Regions from separate parts of the Mus musculus genome. Here region 2 is linked to region 1. The links are chromatin contacts, called in public Hi-C maps. All regions are on one chromosome and are shown on one strand. Each heading gives the region's core, a stretch centred on a gene start, on an enhancer-like site or on the middle of the called end of the contact. The rest is flanking DNA. Distances are from core to core; before and after follow the strand shown. Region 1 has its middle 5.2 kb from the start of Wee1. Region 2 overlaps Ampd3 (adenosine monophosphate deaminase 3).

Region 1 (5,657 bases), core at 1,783-4,282:
TGGCTGGGAGTGCAGAGAGGCCTTCTATGGGAGATTAGGCTGCAGGTCTGTAGGTGAAGGCCTTCTTCATGGTTCCCCATGGTGGAAACCCTAAGACTGTGTGTGTGTTTGTGCGCATGTGTGGGTGTGTATAGATCAAACAATAATTCTGAGCCGGGCGGTGGTGGCCTTTAATCCCAGCACCTGGGAGGCAGAGGCAGGTGAATTTCTGAGTTTGAGGCCAGCCTGGTCTATAGAGTGAGTTCCAGGACAGCCAGGACTGCACAGAGAAACCCTGTCTCGAAAAACCAAAACCAAAACGAAACAACAACAAAAAAACCCAATAATTCTGTAGTCCTTTTTCCACTTTTATCTGGGTTCTTGGTCTCAGACACAGTCCATAGGGTTGTGGGACAAGTAAGCACTGTTATCCATTGAGTCATCTCACTGGCCTGTACTTTTGCACAAAGTTTTGTGAATGCACAAACACCCCTTGTACTACTCTTAGTCAGTCTCTCTCCTGCTTTCAGATTCTAAGCAATTACTGAAGGAGAATCTTAGATATTGAAATCTTTTATATAGAATCATATAAGTGATATGTTTATATCTAAAGCATGTACTGATATCTGCCTCTGACCTACCTTATTCAAACATTAGATAGATTAATAGTCCCTACTAACTACCTAGACAAGAAATACTAATTCATATTAAACTTCAAGCTTCCCCCTTTCTCCTTAGACTTTTCCCATTCAAATCCTATGCATGCTACTTCTGCTCTCAGCTGGTTTCGCACAACTCAACTGCCTGTGAATACTAAGCAACTCTTGGTGGGAGGACATCAGGAGTCACATGCTATATTTGAGTGACTTTGAGTCATTGGTCTCAAGAAACATTGCTCTAGTCAAAGCACTTATGGAATGTCTCTTGCGAGGGATAATTGCTAGTGTCACATTTCATCTGTTGAACAGCCTCAGACGATTTGATTTCATTGCACTGACCACACTCAGAGTGTGGAGGGCAGTGACGAGTGAGGAAATTGTTATCTGAAAAATCAACCAGGAGCTCTAGGGTTGGCGTCATTCTAGCCTGAGGTCTGGATTCTTGGTCCTGTGGCAGTTGGTAACAGTTAGAGCTAGGGTGATGAAAGTTTTGATGAGGGGTAGAAGGAGCAATGGCTAAAGACAAAAGGTACCGATGATAAGAAAGAGGACAGCAAGAGCTGAGCTATTTAGCACTTTTTTTTTGTTGGTTTTTTTTTTTTTTTTGAGACAGGGTTTCTCTGTGTAGCCCTGGCTGTTCTGGAACTCACTCTGTAGACCAAGCTGGCCTCAAACTCAGAAACCCGCCTGCCTCTGTCTCCCAAGTGCTAGGATTAAAGGTGTGTGCTACCACTGCCCGGCTATTTAGCCCATTTTTTTTTTAAAGATTTATTTATTTATTTATTATATGTAAGTACACTGTAGCTGTCTTCAGACACACCAGAAGAGGGCGTCAGATCTCATTACAGATGGTTGTGAGCCACCGTGTGGTTGCTGGGATTTGAACTCCGGACCTTTGGAAGAGCAGTCGGGTACTCTTACCCACTGAACCATCTCACCAGCCCCCCATTTTTTAAAATATGTATTTATTTATGCATATGAGTGTTCTGTTTTGCATGTGTGTCTGCATGACAGAAGAGGGAATCAGTTCCCATTACAGATAGTTGTGAGCCACTTTGTGGGTGCCAGGAATTGAACTCAGGACCTCTGGAAGAGCAGCTAATGAACCATGTCTTCAGCCCCAACTTTATTTTTTTTAATTATTATTTTACTTTATGTATATAAGCAGGGTTTTTGTTTTGTTTTCCCTGCATGTATGTCTGTAAACTACATGCATGCCTGGTGTCTCTGCAGGCCAGAAAGGGTGTCATATCTTCAGGAACTGGAGTCACAGTTGTGAGCTTCCATGTGGATGCTAGGAAAAATGCTTTTTCCTTTTGGAAAAGCAGCCATTGTTCTTGACTACTGAGCCAGTCTCTTTAGCTCTAACACAGAACTGTTTCTGCAATTCTGAATTTTGACTAACGAAGCTTTAAACAAATTACATTAAGTTTTTTATTATTATGATTTATTGTATGTGTGGGGGGGGGAGTGCACAAGCCAAGGTGCATGTGTAGAGGTCAGAGGACAACTTGGAATTTGTTTTCTCCTTCACTCCAGGAGGTACTAGTGATTGAACTCAGTCATCAGGTTTGGTAGTAAGCACCCTTACCAGTTGGGAGTTCAGGATAACTTTGGTTCTTTCCTTTCATAGGTGAGTCCCAGGGCTTGAACTCAGGCCCCAAGGAAGCCTTTTTTTTTTTAAAGATTTATTTATTTATTTATTTATTTATTTATTTATTTATTTATTTATTACTTGTAAGTACACTGTAGCTTCAGACATACCAGAAGAGGGCATCAGATCTCATTACGGATGGTTGTGAGCCACCATGTGGTTGCTGGGATTTGAACTTCCGACCTTCGGAAGAGCAGTCAGGTGCTCTTACCCACTAAGCCATCTCACCAGCCCCCAAGGAAGCTTTAAAAGAGGAAAACACAACAGAACAAAAACTCTAGAAATCTATCAGAGGTGAACTATTTCTCCAGGGCTTAAACACAAACTAGAAAAGACTGCTTTTTGGAAAGCCCCTCTAGTCTCATGAAATATTCCTCTGATTACATCACTGAGAAAAAAAGATAGTTCTTAGTTCTGAAGAACTTAGTCTGGAGGGCAGAGCTTATGTTAATGAGAACAGGCCTGGACTCATGTGCTGTCCTGCATTTAAAGTACTGGAGAGGGTGTCTCTTGTCTCAACTAAAATGGGACAAGGAAAGTGAATGAGCCAGTAGGGGCATTCAAGGCTTTTATCTGCTAAGTCATTGGTCTAAGGAGGATAAACAAATTGTTCTCCCTCCTGCTAAATTCTTCCCTACTGTTTTTTTGTTTTGTTTTGTTTTGTTTTGTCCCTCAGCTAACTGTACCCAGAGTGTGAGTCTGCAGCAGTTGCCAAGCAACATTACTGTTAGGAACAACTGGGTGGGGAGAGAACTGGAGATTTGACTTCTCTAGCCTGGGGCAAGTGGGTGGAACCCTCCCGTCTAGTACATTTTGTACTGTACTTGGAGGAGCATGCAATTTTAAAAATCAGAATTGTTTCAGTTAGATGTTGCTGAAATTAAACCATAACATCATGCCCTGTGCTTAGCTGGAGGGAGTGGGGCCTGGGTAGCTTAGTCATTTGGGGACTTCTGTCACAAAGATCATCACTAGATTTTCCTTTAAAAAGTTCCTGGGATTAAAGTCAATGGAGTTGTAGAAACAAAACTTGGTTCCAGGCCAGGGTGGAAGAGAACAGACAAATGAACATCAGGCAAAAGAAAGTCACACACTGGTTTTAACAGACTGGCGCGCGCGCGCGTGTGTGTGTGTGTGTGTGTGTGTACTGGAGGTCACCTCACAAGTGCTAGGTGAGTGCTCTACCATTGAGCAGTATCTCTGATAACATTTCATAATCTATATAAGAGCACATTGTACATCAATTTAACATTACACTTTAACATTACTGAGTCCTGTGCTTTTTTTTTTTAAGATTTGTTTATTTATTATATGTAAGTACATTGTAGCTGTCTTCAGACACTCGAGAAGAGGGAGTCAGATCTCCTTACGGATGGTTGTGAGCCACCACGTGAACTCCAGACCTTCGGAAGAGCAGTTGGTGGGTGCTCTTACTCACTGAGCCATCTCACCAGCCCTACTGAGCCCTGTTGTTGTTGTTTTTCTTTTTTTGGTTTTTGGTTTATCGAGACAGGGTTTCTCTGTGTAGCTCTGGCTGTCCTGGAACTCACTTGGTAGACCAGGCTGGCCTCGAACTCAGAAATCCACCTGCCTCTGCCTCCCAAGTGCTGGGATTAAAAGTGTGCTCCACCACCACCCGACTCTGAGCCCTGTTTAAACATTTATTTCTAAAGACAGACTCACATAACCCAAGCTAGCCTCCCATTCTCCGGCCACTACTTCCCAGGCACATACTTCCCAGGAATGCAGGTATGTGCTGCCACACTCAGCTCAGGCTATCAGGGATTGAACCCAAAGCTTCACACATGTTAAGCAAGAACTCTACCAACTGAGCCACATCCCTAGTCTATTTGGCTTTTTTGCACAGGGTCTCTCTTTTGGCCCAGGATGCCATTGCATTTTCACGGATCTTCTCCTTCCACCTCAGTTTCCAAGGTGCTAGAATTACGAATAGGTATGAGCCACTGAGGTTTGTTTTGTTTTGTTTTGTTTTTTTGCTTTGTTTTGTATTTTGGTGATAGGATTTCTCTGTGCAATTCAGAGTCTCCTGCCTCTGCCTCCATTGTGCTGGGGCTAAAGGCGTGTGCCACCACAGCCCATCTTGAGTCTTGCTTTTACTTTTTTCTTCTCTACCTTTGTGTGTGAGCAAATGTGGCGGTCAGAGGACATGTTTTGGGAGTTGGTTCTTTCCTTCCATCATGTGGGCTCTGGGGAGGGAATTCAGACCACCAGGCCTGGCTGCAAGCACCTTTTCTTGTGGAGCTATCTACTGCCAGGCCAGCAGGTATTTTTAACTTTCATACTACCATACCATACAAGGTTTGGGAACTGACCTCTCCCATTCTTCCTGACTACTTGCGTGGCAAGAGTCCAAATCCTAGGTCTACAGATTAAGAGTTCTTCCTATCTGGAACCAATGTCCTTTGGGCCACCCAGCCTTACTTGGAGGAGCTCCCAGTCTAGGGAGGTAGGCAGGTGGCAAAGTATGAGATAAAATCAAAACAAACACTTATTAACAGTGTTTAGCTCCAGGAAATTGGGTTGGGAATGAAAGGGAGACCTGGGAGACTTCTGAATCATTGAAAACTTTATTATTTTAGAGAAAGGGGAAAAGACCATGGAGGAAAAAACTCTATCTGTTTATAAGCTTTCATTGAACACAGTAGTAACCTTGTTTAAAATCTTAAATAGGCAAATTGACTTGGAACAAGAAAACAAACCATCAAATATCATAATTAAGGGCTCTTTATCAGTTAAAAGATAATGAGCACCAAAGCCACAAGAGAACAGTGCAACAATAAAGGAGACTGTTTAGTCCCTGAGGGTGGCAGGGATGGGAGCAAATGCCTTGCAGATGGATGCAAGCTGGAGAAGGCACTAAAGCAGAGCCTTGGGCCTGGGTGTGAGCTTGCACAGCCGCAGAGCTTTGATTATTACATGTATTCAAAGCTGGTTATTACCGGTGTGTGTGTGTGTGTGTGTGTGTGTATGAAAGAGAGAGAGAGAGAGAGAGAGAGAGAGAGAGAGAGAGAGAATATTACACTGTGTGCATGTGTGGAAGTCAAAGGACAACTTGTAGGAGTTGGTTCTCTCCTCTCAGCATGTGGGTCCTGGGGATTAAACTCGGGTTATCAGGCTTGGTGGCAGGTGCTTTTGTGCTTTTTACCAACTGAGCCATCTTGCTGGCTGTAAACAGAATTCTTACATAGGAGAGGCTCAGAAACATCTATTGAATTTGGGACAGGTATGTAAGGGGTTTTAATGTTCCCCTTCACCTAAAAAGCACAATTTAAGATATAGATCATATTACAGATAAATTAAAGGCAGTTTTCTAAACTTACTTTTATTTATATGTCCTGTAAAAT
Region 2 (5,657 bases), core at 1,309-3,808, 680 kb after region 1:
GACCCAGAGCCTGAAACAAGTACTTCAGTCTGGGGCGGCACCGTCTCCATGGTTATACATGGGATGGTTATCCCTGTGCTAATTGCCCAAACATAAGACAACAAAACCCTGCCTGGGCTCCCAGAGTTGGTGCTTCCCTCCCGTGTGTCTTGACCGTCTGCTCATGTGGTGTCCTCACACGTGTGTGCTGGTCAGCTCAGCCAGGTCTGAGGAAAGCTGGAAGCATCTCGGCTCTTCTTCCTCCATGCTGTCAGAACCTGACCCTTCCAGCCCCGGTCACTACCCTGTCTTGAGGTTGCTAAACTGTCATTTGATGTCTTACTGGGGTCTCTATCTCTCACCAACTTGCAGGAAAACCTATTGTCACCGGCGACTGAACTTTCTGGAATCCAAGTTTAGCCTTCATGAGATGTTAAATGAAATGTCAGAGTTCAAGGAATTGAAGAGTAACCCCCACAGAGACTTTTATAATGTGAGAAAGGTATGTGGTGGCTGGTGTCCAAGCCACTCACCTGGCCCATACTGGGCCCAGGGAATGATGCCCTGGGTCTGTCTAGGTCCAGAGTTGGGTGAGCACCAGGTCTCCTGGCTGGAGTAGCCTGTGTGATAAAACATGCCTGTGCAGCAGGAAGACTGGCAGACTGTGTCCTTGACTCGGGTTGTCTCGGATACTGTGGTACCATTCTAGATCCACGGTGGAAAGTCTGTGTTGGTGCAAGTCTTTCTCCAGCATCAGAACATAGCCTGCTAACTGGTCTTAACAGTGGCGGCTTTAGGGTAGTGGGTGTGTTAGAGACATCACAGAGGGAAAGCTGTCAGGACCTGTCTGGACTTAGGAGTTGGCAGGTTTCCATCCTTTGGAGTCAGCTCTATTAAAGCAAAGCACTGAGATGCTCCAGCCTCTGCCCCTCCTCTGCCCCTGGAGTGGCCGCGTGGCTCTGGTACCTTCTGCCTTCAGGGGCAGCAACAGGGCAGGTGTGCGTTAGAGGATCCTGGCCTGGAGGCTTTTCCACTTTCTTCCAGGGGAAGGAAGACTTGGGATCATGCTGAGCATGGCTCGGATGGAGACCAAGACTCAACTTTCTGTTCATAAGAATCCTCAGAGACAAGTGCTGTGACGGGGGTGGGGAGTGGCTTTCAGAGGGGCCAGAACTGAGGAGGAGAGGCCGTGTGGTACAGGAGAAGGAACAGTGATAGCGGCCTCTGGGGAGGGAGCAGAGTGTGCAGATGTCAGGAGGGGGGAGGGAGGAGAGAGTGTGCAAGCTCGTGGGGTTGGAAGGTGGGTGACAGCCAAGTAGAGGGAGCTGTGGGAAGGTTCTGCACCATGGAGGCCTATGGACTTCTTAAAGAATGTCGTAAATCTCAGACTCTGGACCAAGAAGAGGCTTCGGAAGTAAGAGTAGGACACGTGGGTTATTGGATGCATGGGCAGAGGTGAAAGGTTGTGGTTAGACCACTTCCCTAGACACAACAGCCACTGTCTGTTCCTTATTTGGGTGGCTCAGTTTCTGTGAGAACTTAGCACATACCCTGGCAGATGGGGGAAACACCTCCCCCAGCCTGGCATAGCCCCGCCCCGCCCTCTGCAAGTGTGAGCGAGTGCTTTGGGCCTCTATAGCTCCTGAGGCTTGGGGCCAGGCTGGCCTAGCCAGCTGTGCTTCTGATGGTCCTGCGGTCATCCCTGGATGGCCCATGACTGTCCCTGGGCTGCTCCTTGGCCATGATGTGAGAGAGAATAGATGATTCTTGGGGTTTCCTGGCAGTCTGAGGTTGATGCCTGCTCTATCCACAACAGTCTGGCTTTTGGCACCTAAATTGGTCCCTAAGTATGAATCCAGAGCTGCTGAGTTAGGCCTGGTCCTCCAGGACAGGGGAGTTGGCAGGGTGCTGGGTGATTTGTTTTCTCACTCAAAATCTGGGTTCTAAGGACAAGACTGAGATTTAAAATCTACAGTGACAGGGAAGGGGTATCCCTATCTCCATGGTGGCTGCCATGTCCAGAGTCAGGCTCTAAAGTCAGCATGGGTAGTAAGGAATGAGTTTTGATATTGGGAGTCCCAACCAGCAGGACCCTATACTTGAGCGTGTAGTCTCTGCCCACCGCTAAGAAGGAAGGACTGTGTTTGCTACTTGGAAGTTGGATGTTGGATCGAAATGAGCATTGTCCACTTTGGTAAAGTGTAACACTAGGGACATCATAGGTATCATTTAGGCCAAGCCTGATCAAGTGGGGTCGGCTTCCTGAAGCTATTCAAGCTTAGAGAAAGAGTATGAGTATCGATTACTCATGTCTGCCATGGGTGTGAAAAGAGCCAGTGTTAGTTAGCTCAGGTCTCAGACATCAAACAGTGCTTCACTGAAATGTGACTGGTCTGTGAACCTTGATCTCACGTGACAGTAAAGTATCCGCGTAGATTCTTCTAGCCAGTCGAAGACACTAAAATGAAGGCCTTTTTTGACTTATTCTGCAAGTTGGAGTAGGGGATTCCTGGATGGCCCAGCTGGTTTCATTCTATGTCCTGTGACTCATGGGAGCTATGACAGGCTGTGTGTATGACTGTGAAGCTGGAAGACACAGCTAGAATGGCAAAGAATGTGTGGAGTCATGCTGAGTGAGGTAGGCCAAGCCAGGCTGGCTCCTTGTCGCCTCTCGGCTATGAAGCGCTGGAGCTTCAGCCCCGCTCCGTGTAATGTTCTGCATCTCACAGCTTTGAGTTCTTCTGTCTTTCCTGGAGGAGGGTCAAGAACTGATGGCAGGAAGGTCCCTGATGAGTGAGCACTGTCCCCAACACCATAGGCTGGCTGGGATAATGGACACACAAGTCCAATAGATCAAATGTCTGGCTTGGCATGTCTTAACAGATGACCAACCAGCTGTGGACAGCATTCCCCGGCTTGAGGTCAGTGTCTCCTCCCCCAAGCCTTGCCAGAGAGCCCAGTCTGCTGCAGTTCTAGCGTGCAGGCTGGAGTCTGGTAGGTAGCACCCTGAATTGTGACCTCTCTTGTCTTCTTGGGATCATGAGAGGTGAGCCAGCATGCTCACTGTGTCTCTAGGGCACCCGTTAGCCAGGTGACAGCCTGTAAGTGAAACAGTAAAAAAAGAAGAGAAAATGGAGGGGTGAGGGAGATAGGACAGGCAACGTGAGGAGTGATTGTACTCTAAAAAAACCCAAACAGCCCACTCTAGCTTGCATGTGCACGGGGATGGTGTGGCTGACTGAGGACAAGGGAAGAAGCCACGAGGCCAGGAAAGAGGTCGCTCTGGACTCAGGAGTGAGTTTTTTGGTGGCAGTGGGGGTGGGACACACGTTTGGGAGGTAGAACTGATGTGATTAGCTGGTACTGAGACGAGGGTAGGAAGGCCGCCCACTTTTTCACAATGAACTTCTGAGGTCAGGATCGGTCATTTCTCAAGACACTGAGGACCAGGAGATGGTCAGGTTTGCACTGTGGTCTGAGACGGAGAGTGCATTCTGGAGGTATATTAAATTTGAACTGTCTGTGAGTTCCTCGAATAGAGACGTCCGTTAGGTAATTACTTAGTTCTGGGACTTTCAGCTCATGGTCCGCAATTGGGAGTTGTTTAAAGAGAAAAATTAAAGGCACAGGCGGCTCAGCTCTTGGTGTTCTCGCAGAGAACTGGAATTCAGTTCCCAGCATTCACGGCAAGCAGTTTACAACTGCACACAATTTCATTTCCAGGGGATTGATGCCCTTTTCAGCCCCACCCCCACCCCTTGCCTCTTTGTTCTCTCTCTCTCTCTCTCTCTCTCTCTCCTCCCCTCCTCTCTCTCTCTCTCTCTCTCTCTCTCCCTCCCCTCCCCTCCCCTCCCCTCATCTCATCTCTCTCTCTCCTCCCCTCCCCTCCCTTCCCTTCCCCTCCTCTCTCTCTCTCCTCCCCTCCCCTCCCCTCCCTTCCCCTCCTCTCTCTCTCCCCTCCCCTCCCCTCCTCTTCTCTTCTCTCTCTCTCCCCTCCCCTCCCCTCCCCTCCCCTCCCCTCCTCTTCTCTTCTCTTCTCTTCTCTCTCTCTCTCTCTCTCTCTCTCTCTCTCTCTCTCTCTCTCTCTCTCTCTCGACTCCTCTCTCCCTCAAGCCCCCCCTCCCCACTTCCACTCCCTGGTGTATATGCATGTATTCACATACACATGAAAAAAAATAATCTTTAAAGACACAGGTGGCATAGGTCAGGGGTGAGGATGAGCTGTCACAAGAGAGGTCAGAGGTGAAGAGACAGCTCTATGTTACAGGAGTTTAGCAGGACACAGAAGACCTGAAACATTCAACAAGGAAGCCAAGGTCCCACTGGGCTCCAGGCTGGTGCCTCCTTTGGGGAATCTGTGTTTCCATCAAGTGCAGGGGACCCACGCTCCTGACTCCTGTCTGTGAGTCAGAATTTTCTCTGCGGTCTGAGTCCACATGTTGGCTTCCAGTCAGGATATTTGTTTCAGAATGGGGCTTGAAATTCCTGGGCTCAGGTGAGGTAGAGTTGACTGAGAAAGGTGTGGTGGGTGCCCTTTTAGGGGTATTGCTTTGGGAATTCCCAGAGAAGTCAGTGGGAAGGGTTGGATCTCAATGGTTATATGAACCCATTGGAACAGATGGCACCGGTTCTCTCTTCATTCGTTCGTTCATTCATTCATTCATTCACTCACCATTGACTCACCGATACCTTGGACCAATTCTTGGGGCAGGTGTGACGTGGATGCAGTGGACCTGGTCCCTGCCCTTGAGGAGGTCCCAGGCAGATAGAAACATGTAAGAGAGGTCAGGAGGATGTGCCCACCAATGTGGATGACTATCCCAGGTGCCCAGGCTGGGCAAGAGAGAGAATGGATTAGCTGTGCCCAGGGGATCAGGGTTGGCTCTCGAGTGGATGAGCTTGGCAGGAAGGAAGGAAACCTGTGGGCTGAGAAAGGCATGGGCAATGTGATACCACAGAGCAGCTTGGTGTCTGAGGAGCCAAACATGGCTCCCCACATGTGACGGGGGCAGCTGGAAGAGGAGAGATTATGATTGCATGCAGCCTTAATTCCAGGTTCAAGTGCTGGGACTGTGTATGCAAGAGAGAACTTGTCAAGTGGGTAAACAAGAAATCAAAACAAAAATATCTTGATGCTGTTTAGATATAGGCTGGGGGCAGGCCTGCAGGAGCAAAGACTAGCTCCGAGGCCTGGAGAAAAAATAGGAAGGGGGATGGTTGGCATTCTGTCCACAGCCAGTGTGGTGCTGAGACTCTGTGTTCCGCCTGGAGGGTTGAGGCTCTTCGGTCACTAGGGGAGGGGACTGGCTCATTGACCAGTGGGTGATGTGTTCCAGGTAGACACACACATTCATGCAGCGGCCTGCATGAATCAGAAGCACCTGCTGCGTTTCATCAAGCACACGTACCAGACAGAGCCCGACAGAACTGTGGCGGAGAAGCTAGGTCGGAAGATCACCCTGCGGCAGGTGTTTGACAGCCTGCACATGGACCCCTACGACCTCACGGTGGACTCGCTGGATGTTCATGCAGTAAGCTAGCTCTGCCCTGGGTACTTCTATCAGGAGTGCTCTGTCCACAGAAGCCAGCATGCCTGTGCTTGGACAGTTGGTGGCTGGGGAAATCATCTTACTTTGCTTGTAGTAGAGCCGTGGAAGGAATCCGGTGGTATTGAATAG

What was found. Hi-C and Micro-C count contacts between places; a contact is called where the count stands out from the background.
Region 2: a contact with region 1 is called in a Hi-C map of muscle stem cells, with 2.9 times the contacts expected there. The contact joins two enhancer-like sites. A contact is called at or near these places in 1 of 39 promoter capture datasets (pre-B cells), 1 of 484 Hi-C or Micro-C datasets (muscle stem cells), 3 of 115 datasets of contacts at active chromatin or transcription factors (acute myeloid leukemia, large pre-B cells and pancreatic cancer cells) and 2 of 9 other capture datasets (adipose tissue and liver).

Annotation. Positions count from the first base shown.
Region 1 is chr7:110,114,004-110,119,660 of GRCm38.p6, forward strand. No RefSeq gene overlaps it. Among named protein-coding and RNA genes, the nearest start is that of Wee1, 5.2 kb to the right of the region's middle. Within about 2 kb of position 3,033, at least 70 of the 459 cell types and tissues checked have an H3K27ac peak or open chromatin away from gene starts, as enhancers often do. A contact at or near this core is called in muscle stem cells, where this site is marked.
Region 2 is chr7:110,795,328-110,800,984 of GRCm38.p6, forward strand. It overlaps Ampd3 (adenosine monophosphate deaminase 3), which reads left to right. Exons shown (of 15, transcript NM_001276301.1): 6 at 352-481; 7 at 5,316-5,510. It also overlaps a transcript of Rnf141 not described here. Among named protein-coding and RNA genes, the nearest start is that of Gm39069, 17 kb to the left of the region's middle. Within about 2 kb of position 2,559, at least 141 of the 459 cell types and tissues checked have an H3K27ac peak or open chromatin away from gene starts, as enhancers often do. A contact at or near this core is called in muscle stem cells, where this site is marked.